5 separate regions of the Mus musculus genome follow, and all the other regions are linked to region 3. The links are chromatin contacts, called in public HiChIP or PLAC-seq and promoter capture Hi-C maps. All regions are on one chromosome and are shown on one strand. The core of a region is the stretch at or near the end of the contact, and the rest is flanking DNA. Distances in the headings are between cores, read along the strand shown.

Region 1 (2,700 bases), core at 141-2,640, 1.3 Mb after region 3:
CAAGGCTGGGGGTGTCCGTATGGGGCAAGGGAGGCTCTCAGAAGGCGTGTCCCTTGACCCCTAGCAGCAACTGGCAGCCGTTGCTGACATGGGTCATGACCTTCTGCTTGAGCTGCGCCACTTGCTCCCGTAGGAGACCGGCAGCACTCGACAGCCCCGCGTTCTCAGCCTTGAGTGTCTTCACCTTGTCCTCCAGGCGCGCGATGCGCTCCAGCTTCCGCTTCCGGCACTTGGTGGCCGCCAGCCTGTTCCGCAGCCGCTTTCGCTCCACTTTGATGCGCTCCTGGTCTTCCATGTTGATGGGGGACACAGGCGGCGTGGCGTCGCGGCTGCGTGCCTCCGGTACGGTCTGCGGTTCCTCTTTAAAGGCGGAAGCGCCGCGACTCAAGCCCAGCTGTGCCGGGTGGCCGCCCGCAAAGGGTGGTGCATGTGGGAGGTAGCTGATGGTGGCCGTCGGGTATGAGCTCCCAGTCCCGACGGCGGTCCCGGAGCCTCCAGAGGGTGCAGAGGCTGGGGAGTAACTGCTGAGGTTGGTGTAGACGGGAGGCGGCTCCGGACCAGCATAGACGCCCCCTGGGCCGGCCTGGGGACCCCCGCTGGCGCCCAGGGACACGTTGGGGGGCGTCACGTGGTTCATCTTGTGCAGGTCGTCCAGGGCTTTGACAAAACCGTCCGCAAAGCCCTCCTGCTCCTCGGTGACGCCGCCCCCTGTACCTCCACCGCTGCCACCCCCACGGGGGTAAAAGTACTGTCCCGGAGGCGTGGGCGTCGTCGTGATCACGCCGTTGCTGTTGGGGACGATCAAGCGCTCCAGTTCCGTGGAGGCTAGCTTCAGAGATGCGCCTGTGTCTGATCCCTGACCCGAAAAGTAGCTGCCTGCCCCACTGCCCTCCGGGCCTGGACCCCGCGCCCCAGGACCCTTGAGACCCCGATAGGGATCCGCCAGGTTGAGCGCCAAGGTGGGTTTCAGGAGTTTGTAGTCGTGTAGAGACAGGCTGCCAGGGCTCCGACCGTATCCCGCCGCTGCGTAAGAGTCGTCGTGATAGAAAGGCTGTTCCATTTTCGTGCACATCCGGGCGGCCTGGGCGATCTGGGAAAGGTCCCCCTGAAGGGCCGCCCCGGGCCTCGCTGCGGCGAGCGGCGAGCTGTCCTCGGCTGTGGCAGGACCCGGTGTCCGGTCGCGCGTCCTCGGGAGCTGGAGACGGTCAGCAGCGGCCAGTTGGCAGCTGTGCGTAAAGGCGCTGCTGGGCTTCCGGAGATTTTCTCTCCCTCCGTGGTGCGCCTGCTTTCTCGGCGTCGCTTCCCTCAGTTCCCCGCTCCCAGCAGGATCCTACGCTGGCCTGGCCACCCTCAAAGTCCCCAGTGCTCGGCCCCAGCCCCAAGCTTTTATACTGAATTTGTCAGCTGCGGAAGTGCACTCCGATTGGCCGACGCGGGAGCCAGGCCCCCGCGGCCCCCTCCTAGAGCGTGGGGAAGGGGAGGAGGCGGCTCGCGTCACTGTCAGGAAGCGCGTGTCCTTGTAAACAGCGGCCACGAGCCGGGTGGCTCTGCGCGGCTGCAGGGGGAGGGGCTGTGGAGACAGAGACACACAAGCAAAGGGATGTTGAGGGGCCGAGGCACATAGGGGCTAGAACTGCGGGAGTACAGCCAGGTGCTTATGAGATACACTGCAAGTGGAGATTGGATACCTTAGGATATCCCCGGAAAAGTCTCGTGGGACCCAGGGTAGCTGTGGCTTGTGAACTGACAATACAGTAGAAGACCCCAGAAAACAGAGAAGATACAAAACAGGGGCAATTGTTAACATTTGGCCTAGGAATTAACCAGAGGTCCCGGGTACAAAGTGCTTAAAGAACTGGAATTGTCAGTTGGGAGGAAAGGGCCAAGACACAACAGGGCTCAGGTACCTATTGTACAAGAAATGAGTAGGGGCTCTAGAGTCCATAGATGAGTCTGAGGGTTTCCCCATAAGTGGAAAAGGGAAGGAATTTTGGGGAGGTCAATTTAGATATTCAGAACAAAGGTCCTGGGGACGCTGAGGTAATCGGAGTAGAAAGATGGGAACATATCTAGCAAAGGTTGGGGTCATTGTGGATATTTGCAGAACTCTGGCAGAGAATTAAAATGGTCACGACATAGCTTCCTTCCGAGCTATGAAGGCAATGACAGGAGGGTATCTGAGATCTTCCTGAGAAGATGACTCGGAGGATCCCAGAGACCAGGACTTGTACGAATGAGGCTGTACCTCGTAGGTGGTCCCTAGGGCACTGACATGCCCAGTACCTCAGCCCAAAGCCCTCCCTTAGTCACCCGGGGCTCGCCCGATATCCTGTCAGCTTTTGGAGGGCCGATGGGGCGGGATAGCTGGGGTGCGGTCGCCCAACCCCACTCCCTTCCTTAGAAACAGGCTAGGGAAAGAGAGCCGAGGCAGGAAGTGTGGCAACAGCCCCGAGGGGGAAAGAGCCCGGCCCTGTCTCGTCATTGTGAGCCTAGGGGATGGTGCACCCTACCCTGGGCCTGCCAAATTCTGCGCCTGGGAAGAGGAACCTCGGCAAGCGACCCTTGGGGAAGTCACAACCCAGCTACAGACGCTTCTAGTCATAGTCTGATCTCCCCCATCTAGAAATGGTTCAGCCTGCAACCATCGGCGACTAATAAGCCTGGCAGCCGAGGACTGTTCCATTGGCCGGCTGGAGGGGG
Region 2 (2,700 bases), core at 115-2,614, 1.1 Mb after region 3:
AGACAACCTCCACAAATTCCCTCTGCCTGCCGAAATCTGTCATCTGCCCTGGCCTGGTCCTGCAGATAGAGCTGTGAGGGCCCCTCTAGATCTGGGTTGGTCTGGCTGGTGCCCTCTCAGAGCTTGGAGTCACGGCTAAAAAGAGTGGGGTGGCAGATCAGGCACGCTCCAGGCCTGAGCCTCCGCTACACCATAGCGCAGGGAACTTCGCTGGAGGCGGGACGCGTTCTCGCGCTCGCGCTCCCGAAGCACGCCAAGGTCGGCGCTGCTGTGCCCGAGGCTGACCCGACGGCTGATCCCAACAGGGTCGACCTGCGGTGGCCGCCGCCGCTCCCGCCCTTCCCGCCTGCGGGTAGCGGACCGGGATTCCCCGGGGCACTTCCAGGTTCACGCAGCGGCGGTCCTGGTCTTCGAGACCGGAAAGTTTGCACGGAGGAAAGTTTGGGGCCGGGGAGCCGCGTCTGCAAACGTCCAGGATCCGCAGAGAGGCGCGGCCCGGGCTGGCAGCACGCCCGTCCCTCCCTCCCCTCCCCTGCCCCTCCGAAATTTGGGAGCCCCGCCATTTTCTCAGCCCCGCTCCCATGCGAGGCCTGAACAAAGACTTTGGGGAGACGCCCGGGCCGCTCGGGCCGCCCGGGGCACCCCAGCCGCACGCAGAGCCGCTGCCCACACGCCCGCCACTGCCACCCCGGGGCGGCCGCGCCGCGCCGCGCGCACGGAACGCCGCCCGCCCGTGCTCCCCCGCGCCCCGGGGCCACTCTGCCTCCTGCCGCCGTGTCACCCTGCCCGCCCGCGCCTGCCACCACGCCGCGTCGCCGCGCAGCAGCAGGGGTCCGCTGTCCGCCGCACCCCGCCGCGCGCGTTCGCCCCTCGCCCCCTCTCCACGCACTCCTGCCGCGCGCCCCGGGGCAGCGCCCCCGCGCCCCGCCCGCTGCCCGCGCGCCTGCGGGACCCCGGCCCGGCCCTCCCGGGGCGCGGGGGCGGCGGCCGGTACCTGGGTGAGGCAGTACGGGGAGTACATCGCTGGGCGCCCGGGCGCGAGCGCGGAGGCCGGCCGCGGCGAGGGCAGGCCCGGCAGGCGGCGTCGCGCTGGCTGGCGCTCGGGCTCCGGCTCCGCTGCTCCGGCCTCTGCCGCGCGGCGCCCGCCCGGCCCGCGGCCCCGCTCGGCCCGCCGCCGCTCCGCGCTCACAGGCTCGGCCCCGCGGGCTCCGGGCCGCCGCCGCGCTCGCCGCTGCCTCTCGCGTCCGCCGCCGCCGCCGCCGCCGCCGCGCGTCTACTCCATGCCGCCGCCGCTCGGCCGCTCGCCCTCGCCCGCCACCGCCGCCGCCGCCGCCGCCGCCGCGCTGTGAAAGTGAAAGTTTAGACAAAGTTTGGAAGCGGCGCACTCCGGGGAGAGGGAGCGGGCGGGCGGCGCGGGCGGGAGGAGGGGCGCGGGGAGGGGCGGGCGGGGCGGGTGAGCGCGGCCGGCGCGCACACACATGCACACACGCACACACGCACACACACATACACGCGGGGACGCACACCGACGCGGCCGCCCCGACACGTGCTGGCCGGCGTTCGGGCGCCGACACACGCTGACACGCAGCAGGGCTTGGACGGGCACAAATGTCACGAAGGAACGCAGGGCCTATTCCTCATGGAGTCGCAGCAGACGGCGGTGCACACCGGGCACAGACACGAGCAAGAGCCACACACCACCTACTGTCACATGTCGTCCCAATGCAGACAGATGCGGAGAGCCACACTAACATACATGCACGTGCCACACATGTTCCTGCAGAATATTGACACACACGATCACACAACCATATATACCTTGTCACACTCTGGATACACAATGACACACCAACACACAGCCACGCCAAAATATCTTGGAAGACAGCTATGGCAACCCAGACATGGTGACACTGACACATGGGAGCCCCCATACAAAGGACACAAAGTATCACTGTACATACACACACACACACACACACACACACACACACGTTATACATTGAGTTGGCCAGATATACCCCAGACCTAGGGCACACTGATCTACAATCCTGATAGCAAAACAGCTGGCAGGTTCTGTAAAAACTCTCTCAAGTATAACACGCATGCATGCGCGCGCACACACACACACACACCACCCTTACCCTTCATATGTCTCCCATAGCTTTGCACATGTCCTGGGACTTAGGAACATTATTTGTATTGTGGTGATGCTCCAGCCCATTGCAGGCCCAGGATTCCCCATTTCCACTGCAGATGGGAATGAGGTGGGGTGGGTTGGCATATGGCATCTGTCTGCAATCCCTGCACTCAGAAGCTCCAAGAGAAAAATTATAACTGAGCTGTAGACCAGCCTGAGCTACATAGTTTGAGGCTGGCTTGACCTGTGTACTGAGACCCTGTTTCAAAACACACACACACACACACACACACACACACACTCTCTCTCTCTCTCTCTCTCTCACTCTCTCTCTCTCTCTCTCTCTCTCTCTCTCTCTCTCTCTCTCTCTCTCTCTCTCTCTCTCGCAACAGAGAGAGAAAGGAAAAGTCTTCACAGAGAGGGAGGGAAGAAAGAAGCTGGGAAGGGGGTACTGGAAACTCTGAAGTAGGACATAGAGAACTGTTGGGTGACTCTAGGTTGATGGGAAGACTGTGCCCCAGTCCCCAGGCAGATCCCACCAAGGTAGAGCTCCCTCCTATTGC
Region 3 (2,774 bases), core at 58-2,557:
AGAATTCTGCCTGCCTCTAACTATCCTATGTAGACCAGGCTAGTTGAAAGCAGAGTTCTCTGCTTCTAGAGAACTGGGACTAAAGTTCTGTGCCACTCTGACTGGTTTTTGTTTGTTTGTTTGTTTGTTTGTTTGTTTTGTTTTGTTTTGTTTTGAGAGAGAGAGAGAGAGAGAGAGAGAGAGAGAGAGAGAGAGAGAGAGAAAGAATTATGTTTGTGGAAAGAAAGGATGAGTGTAGACAGCATTAACATCTAGAGTTTATTTATCTGGCAGGTAGCCTCTCAGTACCATGATCTAGACAATGTAGATTGTGTTTCAGGCTGGGGATTTTATAGCTAAGGATGGGGAAGGGAGAAGAAGGTTTCATAGGGGCAGAATGGGGGTTAGCTGTTTTCCTTAGACAAGGTCTTTTTCTATCACCAGATATCTGGGGTCAGGCAGCTGCTTTTCTTCTGCAATCCCCAAAGAGCTGGCTTTCTGGAACTATGAGCTCAGTTTACGGCCTGGGATTTTTGTTTTGGTGGTGGTACAATGTAGGGGTAAGAAAAACAAGGGCTGGAGAGATGGCTCAGCGGTTAAGAACGCTGACTGTTCTTTCACAGGTCCTGAGTTCAAATCCCAGCAACCACATCATGACTCAACCATCTGTAATGAGATCTGACGCCCTCTTCTGGTGCTGTCTGAACAGCTACAGTGTACTAAGATGTAATAATAAATAAATCTTGCCAGGCCTGGTGGTGTACGCCTTTAATCCCAGCACTTGGGAGGCAGAGGCAGACGGATTTCTGAGTTCGAGGCCAGCCTGGTCTACAGAGTGAGTTCCAGGACAGCTAGGGCTTCACAGAGAAACCCTGTCTCGAAAACCAAAAATAAATAAATCTTTTTAAAAAGGGGGGCTGGGCGTGGTGGTGGACGCTTTTAATCACAGCACTCACACCTTCAATCACATGGAGGAAGAGGCAGGCAGATCTCTTGAGGACAGCCTGGTCACAGATGGAGTTGTTCCATGACAGCAGGGCTACCCAGAGAAACCCTGTCTCGAAATGATACAACCAAACAAAAGAGTCAGGGCTTCTAAGCTAGGCAGGCAAGGACACTTTAAAAAGCTGGGGCACATACACGCGCAATTAACGTGCGGATGCCAGCTAAAAGTGGCAGTATCCACTGTGGCCCTTAACTCATCTCACGTGACTGGGCGGGAACCGCCGCTTAGCCCACTCCCCCTTTGGACACGCCTACTTTACGACTGCCCAATGAACCTGAGTCTAGGTACGCCCAATAGCCGGTCGACAGCGTCCTTATAAACCAACCATCATCCTTTCCTCTGTTGAGTGATAAGCCAGCTATCCAGTGAGCGAGACTCGAGTTGGGCTCCAGGCAGGAAGCACTGTAGCGCGCGTCCAGGGTCGCGGCGTAGAACCGGACGGGTGGCTCTCTTTGCAGCTCGCGGAGGCGAACCGGGCGGCAGGTAAGTGGCGGGTCCCGAGGCCGGGGCCGCGGTGCGGGGCTGTGGGTTCGCCGAAAGGGAAGCTGCGGGGCGCGGTGCAGCGGGAGGAGTGGGCGCACAGCAGCGGGACGGTTAGGCACCTCGAGCCGGCGGCCGTTGGGCTCCATTGAGCATGCGCCAGGGGCGGGCCAGCCGTTAGTAGGTCGGCTTCCGGGGACGGTGATGGGAATGGCGGCTCTCGGAGGCCCCATGTGTACCGTGGTGGGATTGAGGGACCGGGCGGATCCACACTGCGTTTTCGGTCACGGCGAGAGGACTCAGGCTATCTGGGCAGACGTCCCGAGTCTGCAGTCACCGGCTTCCCGTCTTGTTCCGCCGCTCGCCCAGGAGATTCTTCTCCAGACTCTGATGCGGAAGGCCAGTGTCGCGCCTCTTAGGAACGTGGCCATTCACTCGGCGTCGCTTTCCCGGTGTGAGGCCGGTTCAGCCCGTTGCCTCTGGTCTGCCTGGACCTATAGTTGAAACTTTAGGTCTGTGACAGTCTGGGTTCACTTGTTTCATTTTCCTGGTTGAAGCAAGGCCTGACGTATTGGGGGTGGGGGGCCATACGCTCCGAGTTGCGCCTCAACTAGTTCCCGGAACCTTTTGTGTGCCTAGATTCTTGAGACAGGATCTCTTTACATAATCCTGGTCGTCCTTGAACTCTCTCTCTGAAGACCAGGTCGGGCTCGAACTCACTGAGGTCCACTTGGCTCAGTCCCCGGAGGTCTGGTATTAAAGGCGTGTCCCACTAAGCCCGGCTTCACATTTATCCTTTCACCAGCACAATAAATGTTTTTAAAGCAGTACTGCCTAAAGACAGAGTACACATATGAGAGGCCAGAAGATAGGTTCTCCTGAAATCGAGGTTGTTCTTGAAGTTTTTTATTTAGGTGTAAATATTTGAATGACTACCTGTGTGCAGGTGCTCTAGGAGGCCGGAAGTACTGACCCTGGAGTTAGAAGGATGTAAACTGAGAAACCTAACTCAGGTCGTGTGAAAGCATCATTAATTCTTAAGCCACATTGGCCACCTTGCCTAGCCAGTCTTAGAACTTAAAAGTTTTTTGGTTGTTGTTGAAACAAGATCTCACTGTGTAGCCCAGGCTAGCCTGGAACTAGAGATCTGTCTGTCCCTGTCTCAGGCATTTTTTAGAATTCATTTTTAATATATTCTAGCATTTGGGAAGTGGAGGCAGGAGGATCTGGAATTCGAGGCTAGTCTGGGCTACACACAAGTTTGAGGGCCTGCATGAGACTCAGTTTCAAATAGAAATAGGTACATCTT
Region 4 (2,700 bases), core at 3-2,502, 1.2 Mb after region 3:
TAGGATTGCTCACCCCCAGATTCTTCCTACCAAGACTAGCTGTGCTGTATTTAATAAATAGCTGAGGGTCCAGGTTGCAGCCATAGCATTAGAGAAGCCACCGGATCCCAGTTTCACTGTGTGTCTGTCCTTTCTTCATTCCCTCACATAGCATTTCAGGCCCCAAGCTGCTAGGGATGTAGCAGCAAAAACAGAAAGGGTTGAAAAGATGGCTCAGAGGTTAAGTACTGGTTTGTCCTGCAGAGGACCAAGTCTAATTTTAAGCACCCATATGGTGGCTCACAATTGTAATTCCAGCCTCAGGGGACCTGAACCTCTTTTCTGGCCACTATGGGCACTATGCACACACGTAGTATAGAAATAAATATATGCAGTCAAAACACCCACACCCGTAAAAATGTGTATTAAAAAACCACTTAAACACAAGAGATCCCTCTAGATGGCTCAGTGGGTACAGGTGCTTGCCTAGTCTGATGACCTGAGTTGCATCTCCATGACCCACACGGTGGAAGGAGATTGTGGACTCGTTCAGGCTGTCCTCTGACTTCCACACTCCCGGAGTGGATGGCACATAGGCATGCACAAAATAGGTCAAACGTAAAACAAAAATAAAATTCAGCTCATCGATGAAGAGCATCAGGGAACAGGAATTAGGTTTTCAAAATCCATGCCAGGAGGCTTATAACTAGGGGATCTGATGCCCTCTTCTGGCCTTAGTTGGAAGGTGCCCAAAAGTAGTTTAAATCATATATAACATGTAAATAAAATAAAATGAAGGTTGTTCCTAGGTGGTGCCTGCCTTCAATTCCAAGGCAGAGAGGCAAGCTGATCTCAGAGTTCTAGGTCAGCCTGGTTTACAGAGTCCTAGGCTGGGACATAGTGGAACCCTGTTCCAAAAGAATTTGATCTGGGCACTAGTGGCGCATACTTTTGATCCCAGCACTCTAGCCGCAGAGGCAGGAGAGTGTGAGTTTGAGGCCAGTCTGATGTACAGAGCTAGTTCTAGGACAGTCAGGGAAACACTGAGAAACCCTGTCTTAAAAAGACACTGCCGCCACACAAACTGTAGATCGAAGGGGCGGAACTCTGACGCAGTGTGAATTCCTCAAACTCTTGAGGGCCACAGGTGACCCCGAGTCCCGCACCTACGCATTATGAGCTCAGACGCCCACCGGTCCATACAACACAAATCCGTCTGTTACCACATAGCACCAGCATAGCCCAAAAGGCAGAGCCAGTTCGGAGGGCCTTCGAGTTCGCCGCCCCCGGGGGGGGGGGGGCGGGGGCGGGGCCAGGGCGCGTTTCATTCAGCACGTGCTCGGGGCGGGGCGTGCAGGGGGCGTGGCGTGCGCAGAGGGCGCTGAGGCGGGAAAAGACGGAATGGAGCGCCACGGAGTGAGTGCGGTGCGGTTTCCCGTGTGCGGGCGGCGGGAGGCGGGCGACGGGGCTTAGGGCCGCGGGGAACAGAGACTTCCTCCACACATTCGAACCCGGGCCCTGTTCCCCGCGGTTGGAGCCGCCTCTTGCCGGGAGAGGCGAGGTTTCCTGACTAACGAGACGGTGGGGCCTGGTGGACGAGGCTGTGAGGGGGTGCGGTGCGCTTCAGGAGCTGGTCGAAGACAGCACACGGTGTAGACCAGGCCGGGCCTCGAACCCTCAGCGGTTGCCTGCCTCCGCCTCCCGAGGCTGAGGAGGGGTTCGAGGCGTGTGCCACACTCGGCCTCCTTTTAACTACTCTCCGCGGGAAGGTGTTAGCGCGCCCCCCATTGCGGCCCCGAGGGTCCTGACCCCGGGGCCTCCCTGCTAGCGCGTCCCTTTTGAGCTTCCCCACCCCGCCTCTCAGAGCTGGCTGCGCTCGCAGGTGGCCGCGCCTCCCGTGGAGTTAAAGGACCAGGAGCCGCCGGCGATTGTGGAGAGCGGAGAGCATCGGCAGAGTGAGAACCACGAGGAGACGCCCGGCTCAGTGGCCCCGAGGTGAGGAGTGACAGGCCCAGCTGCCCTTCCGGGGCCCCGCCTTGGTCACGTAGGTCATTCCACGTGGTCTGCCCTGGGCCTTGGTCCACGGGTGATTTAACACCTTCCAGGTTGGTGTTTTATGAAGCCGCAGAGGACAAGTGGAGCACCGTGGCGGGCCCGGCCTAGGTGTCCTCGTGAGGACAGCCATGAGACAGACCTCATATAGAGGAAGTTTACTGGCGAGAAGGGAGAGGTGGAGGAAAATAGAGAGCGAGAGCGAAAGAGGGAGGAAATGGAAAGATGGAGAGAGAGGGAAGATGGAGAGAGAGGAGGGGAGGGGAGACAGACACCAGAGCCAAATAGTCCTTACCTGTGAGCCAGGGTCTTACCTGGCTGTTGCTAGGTAACTCTTGGGCGGAGCCTACAGGAAATGCTAACAACAGGTGCCCACATTGGTTCTGGGTACTGGCAGTCTCCTTTTGATATCCACAAGGTTTAATTTCAGGATGCATAGAATCCTCATGTTTAGACTCATTTTCTCTTGGTTTTTGTTTTTCTTTCTTTTTCTTTTTTCTTTTTTTTTTTTTTTGGAGACAGGGTTTCTCTGTGTAACTCTGGCTGTCCTGGAACACACTATGTAGACCAGGCTGGCCACGAACTCAGAAACCCACCTGCTTCTACCTCCCAAGTGCTGGGATTAAAGGCATGTGCCACTGCTGCCCGGCTAGTTTCTCAATTCTTTTG
Region 5 (2,700 bases), core at 145-2,644, 1.3 Mb after region 3:
GACCTGGCTCTTGCCTAAATTGCTCTGGGCAATCCTCATCTCACTTTTAAGGTAGGTTAAGGGATTAGGTCTTCTGATCGAATTTAGCTGCCTTGTTTTATTTTAGAAGTTATTGCCAGGGGCTGAATAAGATGACTCAGCGATTAAGTGCACTTGTTGCTTTGCTACAGGACCCTGGTTTTGAGTGCCAGCAATCGTATATGGCAGCTCACAACTGTCTTGTAGCTCTAGTTCCAGGAGATTCAACACCTGACTGTCTCGTCAGAAACGTGATGCAGACATAAATGCAGGCAAAACAAACATAAATCCGGTGGCGCATGCCTTGAATCCCAGCACTTGGGAGGCAGAGGCTGGCGGATTCTCAGTTCGAGGACAGCCTGGACTACAGATTGAGTTCCAGGACAGCCAGAGCTACACAGAGAAACCCTGTCACGAAAAACAGAACAAAAAATGGCCACGTGTTATTTTTCAGTCCCATGTAAAAAGTGTTTAAACAGCATTGAACAATAACAGGACAGTTGCTCTAGTAAAATCCAGCACCGCCAGCTGCCTGCCCTGCTCTTTACGTCGGTGTAGTGCTGTTTAGGGGAGCGAAAGAGAAAGTTACATTTTAACCCCCTCCCCCAGTTTCTCTGTGTAGCCTTGGCTGTCCTGGAACCAGTTCCATAGATCAGGGAGTGCTGGGGTTAAAGGGGTGCGCCGCCACTGCCCGGCTTCATTTTAACTTATTTTTGATCAAAGGGTTTTGTGATGTAGCTTTCCTGGCACCAGAGGGGTCTACTGTTGCCTTATTCCCTATCCCTGCCCTCCCTCCCTCCCAATCCAGTTCTGAGGCACGCCGGACTGCGGAACAGTTTAAATTTTAGGGAGTTGTAGTAAGGACACGGTTAGCTGTAGTTGAAGGATTCCTAGGTCCATTACACACCGAAAACACCCATGCACTACTAAATTTCTAGCTCCAGCAAAATCTGCAACTCAGTGGGGCTGGGGCCAGTTAAGAGTACTGTGGGCTCTCGTAGAGGACCCAGGTTTGATTTCAGCATCCACATGGCTCACCACCACCAGCTTCACAGGCATCCAATGCAATCTTCTGATCCCCACGGCACTGCGCGCACATGGTTCAGACAAAAATACCAATATACGTTAAAGAAGAAAGAAGAAAGCTGCAGTAAGGAAAAGGAAACGAGACGCTGGGAGGACCTAATGGCAAGAGAGGCCTAGAGGCGGTACTTATTCTCTCACGTGACTCAACTTGGCCAGGGCCACTCTGTGCCAGATCACGTGTGAGTGCTTCGCTCTCCGATTGGCTTTGGTAGGCCAGTTTGAACGGCGTACGGAAGCCGAAATTGTTCATTTCGGCCGCGTTTAATTTTTTTTTTTTTTTTTTTTTTTTAATTCCCTGCCTCTGGCTCCCTCCTTCCGCGCGAGCCTCTGGAGAAGCTGCAGCACTTAGGCGCCGCCGCTGCCTCCCGGGGCCTGGTAGGTGGGCCTCGCTCGGCCGGGGCCCCTTGGCTTCAGCTCGCCTCGAACCTCCCTGGGTTCTGGGCCTGCGCCGCGCGCCGCCCAGGCGTCGGGGTCGCGCCCGGCTGAGAGGCGGGGTACCGGGTTGGGCCAGCTCTCGAGGCCGGCAGAACGGGCCGGGCGGGGGAGGGGGAGCTGATCTGATCTCAAGGGGTGGGGCCTCGGCGCCCGGGCAGGTTCGGGTGCCACGAGATGCGGGCCAGTGGGGCGGCTGGGGTCGGGCTGGAGGGGCGCTGATTGGGGGAATCGTCGGGGGACGTCGCGTGGATCGGGTGTGTGTGGGGATCTGTTTCGGCGGGGCTTGGTTGGGTCTGATTCGGGGGAGACAGCCTTGAAAGTTGAGAGGGGAAGGTTGTTTAGTCCTAATAGGGAGGGGCGTCAGACTTGAGACCAGAGGGCTTTGCTGAGTCTGGCTGCGAGGCGGTGGTGGGATCCGTTGAGGGTAGCGCACCGGGCGGGTGTTTGTGCGGGACTCTGTAAGGGAAGCTGCAGGGATTGGACGGATGGGGTCTCCGACGTGAAGTGATCGGGGGTGAGGGGGTGGGAGGGGGCTTAGGGGAATTTGATTGGGGGAGCTGCCAGAGGTCCGTCAGCATTAATTCCTGCTGACTGGGGCGGAGGGTAAGAGCTAGAGAAGCTTGGCCAGATCTGATTGGGGGCAGGCAGCGGGCATTGGGGGCTTTGGTCGTGGGTTGGGTGATTCTGACTGGCTCTCATTCAAAGAGACATTGGAAACCTATCGGGTATTGCTTGTATTCTGGTTAAGGAGGGTCACAGGGCCGCGTCTAGGTCAGAAAGGGGGCCATGTGGCGTCTACTGAGCTTGTAGAGCCGGTTTAGAAGAGGGAGCAGGGATGAGCAAGATCTGGGCGCTTAGGGACCTAGAGGAGCTCAGAAATCTAGGAGGCGGCTGGCATCTAGTGGAGCTGGAAGGCTGGATTTTGGGGAAGGGAATCCTCGTGGACTGAGCCTTCACCTGAAAGACCGCTGGGGCGGGGCCCCTCGCCCTGGAGGGAGGCGGAAGCCGTGAGGCCCGTAACCGGGGGCGGCGGTGGCGTGGATCGCTTTGGAAAGAGGGTTCCTCGTTAGGCTCGATGTGGATCCGTCGCGCCCCCGCCGCTGGTCCTGATGGCCCGCTTTTATATTCCCCCCACTCGCACTCCCGAGCCCGCGACTGCGT

Evidence for each region. Promoter capture Hi-C pulls out the DNA fragments that hold promoters and counts their contacts. HiChIP or PLAC-seq counts read pairs in DNA pulled down with a chosen protein or histone mark. Capture Hi-C pulls out chosen DNA fragments and counts their contacts.
Region 1: a contact with region 3 is called in an H3K27ac HiChIP or PLAC-seq map of microglia, with 8 times the contacts expected there. The contact joins the promoter of Junb here to the promoter of Ddx39a in region 3. A contact is called at or near these places in 1 of 39 promoter capture datasets (pre-B cells), 2 of 484 Hi-C or Micro-C datasets (B cells and the C2C12 cell line), 5 of 115 datasets of contacts at active chromatin or transcription factors (astrocytes, bone marrow-derived macrophages, memory CD8 T cells and 2 more) and 2 of 9 other capture datasets (adipose tissue and liver).
Region 2: a contact with region 3 is called in a promoter capture Hi-C map of embryonic stem cells. The contact joins the promoter of Nfix here to the promoter of Ddx39a in region 3. A contact is called at or near these places in 1 of 39 promoter capture datasets (embryonic stem cells) and 1 of 115 datasets of contacts at active chromatin or transcription factors (pancreatic cancer cells).
Region 4: an H3K27ac HiChIP or PLAC-seq map of embryonic stem cells shows a contact between it and region 3, with 2.5 times the contacts expected there. The contact joins the promoter of Syce2 here to the promoter of Ddx39a in region 3. A contact is called at or near these places in 2 of 39 promoter capture datasets (hippocampal neurons and pre-B cells), 1 of 115 datasets of contacts at active chromatin or transcription factors (embryonic stem cells) and 1 of 9 other capture datasets (adipose tissue).
Region 5: a promoter capture Hi-C map of liver shows a contact between it and region 3, with 3 times the contacts expected there. The contact joins the promoter of Tnpo2 here to the promoter of Ddx39a in region 3. A contact is called at or near these places in 3 of 39 promoter capture datasets (cranial neural crest, liver and pre-B cells), 3 of 115 datasets of contacts at active chromatin or transcription factors (embryonic stem cells, fetal liver and pancreatic cancer cells) and 1 of 9 other capture datasets (liver).

The regions. Positions count from the first base shown.
Region 1 is chr8:84,977,358-84,980,057 of GRCm38.p6, forward strand. Junb (jun B proto-oncogene) reads right to left here and starts at 1,391. Exons shown (of 1, transcript NM_008416.3): 1 at 1-1,391. The coding sequence starts at 1,072. The coding sequence ends at 38.
Region 2 is chr8:84,799,004-84,801,703 of GRCm38.p6, forward strand. Nfix (nuclear factor I/X) reads right to left here and starts at 1,365. Exons shown (of 11, transcript NM_001371053.1): 1 at 995-1,365. The coding sequence starts at 1,021.
Region 3 is chr8:83,713,870-83,716,643 of GRCm38.p6, forward strand. Ddx39a (DEAD box helicase 39a) reads left to right here and starts at 1,308. Exons shown (of 11, transcript NM_197982.3): 1 at 1,308-1,468.
Region 4 is chr8:84,870,859-84,873,558 of GRCm38.p6, forward strand. Syce2 (synaptonemal complex central element protein 2) reads left to right here and starts at 1,253. Exons shown (of 5, transcript NM_027954.3): 1 at 1,253-1,395; 2 at 1,862-1,974. The coding sequence starts at 1,381.
Region 5 is chr8:85,035,499-85,038,198 of GRCm38.p6, forward strand. Tnpo2 (transportin 2 (importin 3, karyopherin beta 2b)) reads left to right here and starts at 1,395. Exons shown (of 25, transcript NM_001364032.1): 1 at 1,395-1,479.